Regions from separate parts of the Mus musculus genome. Here region 1 is linked to region 2. Evidence: chromatin contacts called from public HiChIP or PLAC-seq data. All regions are on one chromosome and are shown on one strand. The core of a region is the stretch at or near the end of the contact, and the rest is flanking DNA. Distances in the headings are between cores, read along the strand shown.

Region 1 (4,362 bases), core at 1,178-3,677, 190 kb after region 2:
GCCGCTGGAGTTATATGTGGACTCTGGGGACCTAATTTGGGTCCTCTGAAAGGGCAGCCAATGCTCGCAACCGCCTCCACCTCCTGAGCACTGAGATGAAGTCTTAAGCCCCCACACTTGTCCAGTAGACCATTTGCATACATTTCCCCAGCAAAAACAGCGGTGACCTTCAGGGCCTGGATGATGTAGAAGGCTCAGAAGCCCCCTGCCAGGTTCTTTGCTCCTATGTGAGTGGACCAAGCCCCAGGCTTTCCTATTTAGATGTGGGTGTGTTTGAGGCTGTCCTCCTGATGATCACAACCCTCACTGAGGGTCACCTGTTGTCCATGAACTCCCATTGTTCTCTGTGCAAAGCTTGCTTCACTCAGTGTAGTGCTGGCGAGTCACCCCCGTGCTCGCACCACGTTCCTTCCCAGGGCTGAGTTGTGTCCTTTGGTATGAACGTTTCCTTTCCCTGTTCACCTGTGGCCGAATACCTGAGATGCTTCCAGCTTTTGTCTCTAGAACCAGAGCCACTCAGAACATTCCTTTAAAAGAAACATTTCTCTTGCTTTTAGTTATTTGTACTGCGTTCGAGTGCAGTACCCGCAGAGGCCAGAGGGGGCGTCAGATTCCCATGGAGCTGAAGTCATAGGGGGTTGTAGGCTGCCATGTAACTTGCTGGGAATTGAAACTGGGACCTCTGCAAGAGCAGTCAGTGCTCTTAACTGCCGATCCACCTCGCCAGCACCAGGGACTCATTCTGTAGCTCAAGCTAGCCTTGCACTCCAGATCCTCCTGCCTTGGACACCACCCCCTCCCCATGTGCTGCCCCTGAGTCTTGTGGCTTGATCTGCCTCTTTCACGGGAAAGCTTACACAGAGCCCTTTAGGACCTTTAGGGCCTCTGAGAAGCTGTTCTGGAGGGTGTGTGGGACTGCAGAGCCTATGGGGGTGTGGCCTGTGATTCACTCGCATTAACTTGGTTCAGGGATGCTGCTGCTGCCACTGTCACACACACACCAGACACTTCCATAAAACTGTCTTGTTCTCTCTTTTTTTTCCTCCTGAGCCTTCACTGTCCTGGGAAGGCTGACTCTATTTGGGGGTGGGGGTTGTCACTGATGTCTCACACTGTGACCTCTTATACAGGAGAGCCTTCCACTCACAGAGCAGACAGGGACCCCTGTGCAAAGTGGAGCCTGGAAGCTATCCTCTCCTCCTCCTCCCCTGGGATCCCAGATCGATGCCCAGGTGAGTTTGTCAGGCCATGGTCCCTCAGACGAAACCACAGGCCACAGTAAGTGGTGGCTAAGTCAACAACACACCCTTTCTAGTCGGCTCTCCCTCCCTCCTCGCTGTCCTAGTTCACCCTGAACCTTGGGTCCAATAGATGTCTGCCTCAAACTCAAGTTCTGTGGCAGTCAGGCATGGGGGCTGCTACAAGCCCCAAAGACCACCTTATCTGCACCCTCAGATCTGTGACACGTCATCTCCCAGGGAGGAGAAACTTTACAGAGATCAAGCTGAGGGTCCCGAGCTGGGGGCTGTCCTGGATTATCCAGGACTTGCTGCATCAGTTTGGTCCTCAGAAGGAGGCAGATAGGTGACAGGCAGACAGACTGGAAGATACTGCCCTGCTGGCTCCAAAGGAGGAGGCTGGGGCTTTGAGCCAAGGAATGCAGGGCCTCAGGCTACTGTGAGGGAACAACTGCAGGTTCTTCCTGGACAGTCCCTGCAGGCCTGGACTGCAGCCAAGGGATGCCTGTGTTGAACCTCTGATCGCACAAGTGTTTAGGAATGAAAGGTCTTCTATCTTTTATGGTGCTGGGATTGAACCCAGGGCCTTTGCACATGTAGTGTGAGTTTTCTTTCACTAACCCATGTTCTGAGCCCCTTACTGGGTGACTCTAGGCAGGTAAACAGTGTGCCTGTCTCCAAACAAAACAAAAGGCCAGGGTGGAGCACAGTGGGTGGAGCACTAACCCAGTATGAACAAATACCTGGCTCCCACTCCTAGCACTTTGGGGACCCAACTATGCTGGCCATACTTGTCATCCAGTACTCAGGAGTTACAGGCAGGAAGGTCAGGCTAGCCCACACTGTACAATGAGTTCGAGGCCAGCCTGGACTATGTGAGATGCTTGTCTCAAAATAAAACAGTTCAATGAGCAGACCTACAGTCCACCCGGCCTGAGCCTCACTCCTCCCTCATCCCAGGTGTCCGATGGAGTCCCTGAGGAAGGGGGTGTGGAAGGCTGGCCACTGTCCCTTACATTATCTGAGCCATCCAGGCAAGGGAGAGAAAAATAATTTAGAGTCGAGACAAAAGGAAAATCGAGGCTTTTATTATGGAGGAGTCACTCTCCTGTGACCTCATTCCACACAATAGTAACACTGGGAGAGTGGGCGTGGCACACGGGAAAAAGTTTTTTTTTTAATCAGAAATAAAAACCAACCAGCTTCACAAAGCAGAGGGAAGGGGGAGGAGTCTGAAGGGGTAGGAGCCAGCCCTGGAGCGTGAGGGGGAGGAGCCAGCCCTGAAGTGGGGACGGAAATGGAAAGTGCCATGTGACATCTGGCCAGTGTATATGGCTTCTGTGTAGGATACACCCCCCCATGCCCACCAACCTTCTCCTTAGGTTGGAAGTCCCTCCTGGGTGGCTCAAGCTGCAGCAGGTCTAACAGTTTTGGTTGTTTTATTTTGTTTTTAGACGGTGTCTCTACAACCCTGGCTGTCCTGGAACTCACTCTGTAGATGAGGCTGGCCTCGAATTCACGGAGATCCCCTTGCCTCTGTCTCCCAAGTGTTGGGATTGAAGGTGAGGGCCCCCAATCTTGGCTCCTGATGGCTCTGTTGTGTTCTGGTTTCCCTAAGTATCTCTAAGCTGAGGCAGGGCTCCAGTGGTTAGGAGGGCACACAAGGGCTATTGGGGCCCAAGGTCCATCCTGGATACATCAGCCAAGCACGTCCTACCTTCCTTGGGAACAAGAAGTCACTTTGTCCTTGGCCTGTGAGTCACCTAGGGAGGGAGAACTGGAAGTGTGGGCAGAGATGCAGATTTGAGTTTTTTGTCCCAGAGGAGAGAAACAAAATGCTCCGACCACACACAGGCTGGCCAGGCAGGCATCTGCTGTCGTGATGTGAGAGAGTGAGAGAGTGCACTGAATTTGAGACATGGTCTCATGTAGTCCAGGTTAGCCTTGAGCCCATTATGTAGCTGAGGAAGACCCTGAAGTCCTGATCTGCCTACCCCAGTGCCCGTGCCTGGTTACTTCGAGCTTGGGGTGGAACCCAGCTTTCCAGCATGCTGGGTGGGTGCTCTGCAGCCCTGGTCCCCAGATTTCCAGCTTTCCTTTCTCCTTGCCAGTGTAGCTGGGGACACACATCCTGGGACCTGGTTCCTAGCCTAATGCAAGGTGGCTGTAGTTTGAGGGTGGGGGAAACTGGCTTTTCTGACTCAAGCCAGGTTCTGAGAGTCAGGCTGACCAAAGTTGCTGGCCCTCTCTGACCAGTAATGGGAGCTGATGCACAGAAGCCAGACCCTTGGTCTGTGCTCTCTGGGACCCAGCCCATGGAGGGGGAAGTGGGAGGGGGGCGCTCTTAGCACCTGCAATGCCTCCCCTTAGTCACACCCCAGACTTCTTTTCCTGTTTCCATCAAATGGATTTGGGGGAGCCTGCCACCTTACCTAGGCGGTAGGTCATGCCTAACTGGCTAGAAGATGAGCTAACTGTGCTCACCCCTTTCACTTTGCCCAGGGATCAGCCTGGCCCAGGCTTTTGGCAGCAGATTTCCACCAGGGATACAGGGAACAACTAGACTGGCTTCAGTTCTGCGGTTTGCTCCCATACTGATCTGGCAGGAGAAAGAGGCAGCTGGGGTCTTTCAAATGCTTAGGCTGCCTCTGTGTGTGGCTGCACACCGCATTGGCACACCCAAGTCGTGTCCTCCCTATACCTGCCACTGTCACTGTTACAGACAGAGGGCATGTTTTCTTCAGTCCAATCCAATGCCAGGCATGCAAGCACAAGACCGTCATGTAGGTACTCTGGAGACAGAGGCAGGAAGATCTCCTGTTCCAGGCCAGCCTGGACTCTAGGGCTCTGTTCACAAAATAGAAAGAGAAGAGGCCTGGCTCAGGGGTAGAATGCTGTGGAGAATCTACCAACAAGGGTCTAGGGGCGTGGTCAGGGTGGAGCCCCAGACTACAATCTCCCAGTGAGGGGCTGGGGGAGTGGTCAATGTAGAGCCCCACCTAGAATGCCCCAGTAAGGGGCTGAGGTCGCAGTTCGGGGTGGAGCCCCGCCTAGAGTCCCCAAATCCTCATTGGGGTGTGGTCTGGGTGGAGCCCTGCCTAGAATCCCCCAATCTGGGAGTGCA
Region 2 (4,444 bases), core at 1,188-3,687:
CTGTCCCAAGAACACCACCAGCAACAACCAGCCAAAGCTGAAGCAGAATGGACATGGTGCCTCCAGAGGGCTTTATCTCAGCACTCCACTCGGGAGGCAGAGGCAGGCCGATCTCTGTGAGTTTAAGGCCAGCCTGGGCTACTTATCAACTTTCTTTTGTTTTGTTTTGTTTTGTTTTTTAAAATTTTTTTCCAGACAGGGTTTCTCTGTATAGCCCTGGGTGTCCTGGAACTCACTCTGTAGAGCAGGCTGGCCTCGAATTCAGAAATCCACCTGCCTCTGCCTCCCAAGTGCTGGGATTAAAGATGCATGCCACCACTGCCCTGCACATATCAACTTTCAAAGCTACACAATGATCTCCTCTCAAAAAAAAAAAAAAAAAAAAAAGTAAAACAAGATAACAAAATCAAACGTAGAAGCCGCCGGGTGTGGTGGCACACCCTGTCTCGAAAAACCAAACCAAAAAACAAACAAACAAAAAAACATAGAAGCCAACAAATAAAAACAATAGAGCAATCTAGGAAGAGCCAATGCAGACTTCTGCAAGGAAGGATAATCTCGGCTCAGGCCCAGGCTATCCACCTGCCTCTGCCTGTGTCCCAAGAGCCCTGTGTAACCCATGAGTTACCTGGCAAGTTCAGTTTCTTGACCTGCTTACATCATACCAAGTGTACTGGCTAGTTTTGTGTCAACTTGACAGAGAAAGGAGCTTCAGCTGGGGAAATGCCTCCATGAGATCCAGCTGTAAGGCATTTTCTTTTTTCTTTTTTTTTTTTAATTTATTTTTATTATATGTAAGTACACTGTAGCTGTCTTCAGACACCCCAGAAGAGGGAGTCAGATCTCATTATGGATGGTTGTGAGCCACCATGTGGTTGCTGGGATTTGAACTTCGGACCTTTGGAAGAGCAGTAAGGTGCTCTTACCCACTGAGCCATCTCACCAGCCCATGTAAGGCATTTTCTTAATTAGTGATCAAGGGGGGAGGTCCCCTTGTGAGTGGTGCCATCCCTGGGCTGGTAGTCTTGGGTTCTATAAGAGAGCAAGCTGCAGCCAGGGCTACACAGAGAAACCCTGTCTTGGGAAAAAAATGTATTTAAGAGAGAGAGAGAGAGAGAGAGAGAGAGAGCGCAAGCTGAGCAAGCCAGGGGAAGCAAGCCAGTAAAGAACATCCCTCCATGGCCTCTGCATCAGCTCCTGCTTCCTGACCTGCCTGAGTTCCAGTCCTGACATCCTTTGGTGATTAACAGCAATGTGGAAGTGTAAGGTGAATAAACCCTTTCCTCCCCAACTTGCTTCTTGGTCCTGATGTTTGTGCAGGAATAGAAGCCCTGACTGAGACACCAAGCTACAGAGTCTTTTACCACGTCATTTAGTTTTGGAACGAGGGCTCACTGAGTTGCCCAGGCTGGCCCGGAATTTACTTGGTAGCTCAGCATGGCTTCTAGCTCCGGATCCTTCTTTTGGGGGCTGGCAAGCGCTAGGATGAGGGGTGGGAGCCATCTCCCCTAGATTACATTCACTCCCATGTAGTCAGGAAGAAGAAGCAGCTATCCAGAAGCGGCTGGTGAGCTGGTGACAGCTCACCTCAAGGTAACTTATTCTCAGAAGGTTTTGGGGGGAGGGAACTTAAGTATTAGAAGGATTGGAATGGCCTAAGAAGGAAATAAGTTTGGCTCCTGACTCTGTAAAGTTCTGGGCAGGTCAGAGAATAACATTGCTTTGAACTCTTAATTGAGAGCCTCCGACCTATAGGGTCCAATTTGACTGATGATTTATTAATTAACTTATTGCTCACATCTTTAATCCCAGCTCTCAGGAGGCAGAGGCAGGTGGATTTTGGTAAATTCGAGGTCAGACTGGTCAACAGAATGAGTTCCTGGACAGCCAGGGACACCCTGTCTCAAAAAAAAAAAAAAAAAAAAAAGCATGTAAATAAACAATAAGCAGATAGGCTAGAAAAGTGAAAAAATAGAAAAGCTAAAGAAGGGGAAAAATTGAAAAATGAAAAAAAAAAGAAAGAAAGAAAAAGCCAGAAAAACAGAAAAAGAAAATTGACGGGAAGGGAAGAGAAAGAAAAAGAACAGGAAATGGAAAGAAAAGAAAAAAGCAAAGCAAAGCGAAGGGACGCGAAGCAAGCCTGTGCAACTGGGATTTGAACTTGACCCCGCCTGGTCTCTCTCGCTTTCCTCCGCAGGGTTTCCCCGGGTCCCCGCTTCCGGCTGGCGGCGACGTCGGAGGGCAACCGAGGACGTGCGTGCGCCGCTGCGTGCGTAAGTGCGTGCGTCGGTCGGAGGAGGGCGAGTCCAAGGGGGCGTGGCGTGCGAGGGGTGGCGCGCGCGGCGCGGCGGGCGGAGGCTCTGGGCGCGCACCGCCTCTTGGCTCCCGGCCTCCCCCGCGCGCGCTCGCCGAGTGGTTCCGCCCGACCCCCCGGCTCATTGTGCCTTCTCCTCACGCCGGCCCAAGATGGCGGCGGCTCTAGACGCCCCGGCTCTGTGACTCCTACAAAGAGGGGAGCTGGGGCCACACGGGAGCGGCGGCCGAGGCACAGGCCGGGCCGTCTGTCCTCAGCCGTCCGCCCCGCGTCCGCCCGTGTCCGCCCGCCCGGCTTCCCGCCGGTGGCCCCGCCCCTCCCCCAACCGCCCGCCTAGCATGGTGCGGCGGCCGCGCGCGCCGACATGGGCGAGAAGCTGGAGCTGAGGCTCAAGTCGCCTGTGGGCGCCGAGCCCGCCGTCTACCCGTGGCCGCTGCCGGTCTACGTGAGTGTACTTGCGGAGAACGCGGGGGTAGGAGTCGTGGGGCTCCGCGGCGGCAGCGGCGGCGGCGGCGGGTCCTTGGCCGTTCTCGGCCCGCGCCTGCCGTTGCCCTGACGCGGCCGGTCGCGTTGTCGCCGCCGCCGGCCCGGAGCCCCGCGTCTCCAGCCTTTGAGGACCTGAGTCTGGACCGACCTTGTGGGCAGGGGTGTAGAGACTGAGAAGTCGGGGATTCCTTGCCTTTCGTGGCGACCCCTCATGTTGTCACCTCAAATTGTCACCTCACGTGCCCTCTTCCAGTCATCTGTTTCTTATCCTGATGCCTTCTCCTATTGTCCTCTATGCCCTTTCTCGTTGTCACCTTTTGATGTTCATGGGCAGGTGCTAAAAAGAACCCTAGGAAGTCAGGGGGAGGTTGGCCCTTGGGTTTGGGTTGTCCCCCCACGTTCGTGGAGTGGTAGGAGGGCTCCGAATAGTTGTTTCTTCATGTCAGGGTGCCCGGCTGAAAGAACCTGAGAAGTTAGAGAGGTTGTCATCTCAATTTGTACCTCATGTGTCGTTTGACGTTGGTGGATTGGCCTGGAGGTACATTGGAATGCTGGAGCAGTTGTTTCTTAATGTTGGTGGCATGGCTAGAGGGGACTTAGGGAGTCTGGAGGTTGTCCTCTCATGCTGGTGGGTAGAGCTGGTGCGACTCTGCAAAGCTGGAGGTGTTATCCCTTAAAGTGGAAGTGCCAGAGGCAAGTGGGTTCTGAAGTCCAGGAGGGCCTGCGGAGGTCAGTGTACTGTCCCCTTGTGGCCCTTTGTATGCTTTGAGTAGAAGATACAGCAGTGGGGTTCCCTGGTGCTGCTGAGTTCACATCCTCACTGGGGTCCCAGGGAACATGTGTGTCCTGGGATGCCCTTGCACCTGTCCTCTGCCTCTTCGAATTAGGCAGCCCTGTGTGTCCTTGAACATTCCCACAAGTGTCCACTCAACTCTCCTGAGGTCAGCAAGATGGCTCAGCAACAGTCTTATAATCTGAGTTCCATGTTTGGGACATGGGCAGAAGGGAGAGTACCAACTTCCACAAGTTCTCTGACCTCACTGTGTGCACAGACACAGCCACTCACAAATGTAATAGGAATTTTGAAATATCTGTTTGTGTGTATGCTGGTCATGGTGGCACACACTTTTAATCCTGGCACTTGGCAGAGGCAGGAGGAGTCCTGACCAACCTGGTCTATAGTGTGGGTTCCTGGTTGGTGGTCTGCCTACAAAGAGTCTGAGAAATTGGGGAGGCTTGTCCCTCTTCTTACCACGACTGGAAGGACTGTGGGAAATGGGAAAAGTTGTCCCCTGGTGTTGGTGGAGTCTGAGAGGTTGGGAAGTCCGGGAGGTTGTCTGGTGAGGCTGTCTGGAAGAGCACACTCTTTAGTACGTTCCCTCTCAGAGTTGGCTGTTCTGACTAGCCACCCTTCGCAGGGCAGTTCTGTGAGTTGTGGTCACAGTCGAGGTGCAGCCTACTTCAGCCACCTCAGCCTCCCCTCCACTGTCCTTCTGTCATTTGCCTCCCACTTCCTTGGCTGTCACATTGTGTTCTCTGCTAGCAGCTTTTTCTAGAAAGTCCAGGGAATGATCAGCAACTCTGCAGTGTTCACCCGGGAGAATGTGTCTGAGACTTGCCCACCCACGCTGTCTGAGGGTTTGA

The links. HiChIP or PLAC-seq counts read pairs in DNA pulled down with a chosen protein or histone mark.
Region 1: an H3K4me3 HiChIP or PLAC-seq map of bone marrow-derived macrophages shows a contact between it and region 2, with 4 times the contacts expected there. The contact joins the enhancer-like site here to the promoter of Dot1l in region 2. A contact is called at or near these places in 8 of 39 promoter capture datasets (the C10 cell line, the HPC-7 cell line, cranial neural crest and 5 more), 2 of 15 datasets of contacts at CTCF or cohesin (CD8 T cells and the NIH/3T3 cell line), 6 of 484 Hi-C or Micro-C datasets (CD8 T cells, the G1E-ER4 cell line, cardiomyocytes and 2 more), 14 of 115 datasets of contacts at active chromatin or transcription factors (the 230-238 cell line, CD8 T cells, the HPC-7 cell line and 9 more) and 1 of 9 other capture datasets (adipose tissue).

Annotation. Positions count from the first base shown.
Region 1 is chr10:80,946,319-80,950,680 of GRCm38.p6, forward strand. It overlaps Gng7 (guanine nucleotide binding protein (G protein), gamma 7), which reads right to left. Exons shown (of 4, transcript NM_010319.3): 4 at 2,306-4,362. Among named protein-coding and RNA genes, the nearest start is that of Gadd45b, 18 kb to the left of the region's middle. Within about 2 kb of position 2,428, at least 104 of the 459 cell types and tissues checked have an H3K27ac peak or open chromatin away from gene starts, as enhancers often do. A contact at or near this core is called in the G1E-ER4 cell line, the NIH/3T3 cell line, bone marrow-derived macrophages and 3 more, where this site is marked.
Region 2 is chr10:80,752,766-80,757,209 of GRCm38.p6, forward strand. Dot1l (DOT1-like, histone H3 methyltransferase (S. cerevisiae)) reads left to right here and starts at 2,438. Exons shown (of 28, transcript NM_199322.2): 1 at 2,438-2,759. The coding sequence starts at 2,679.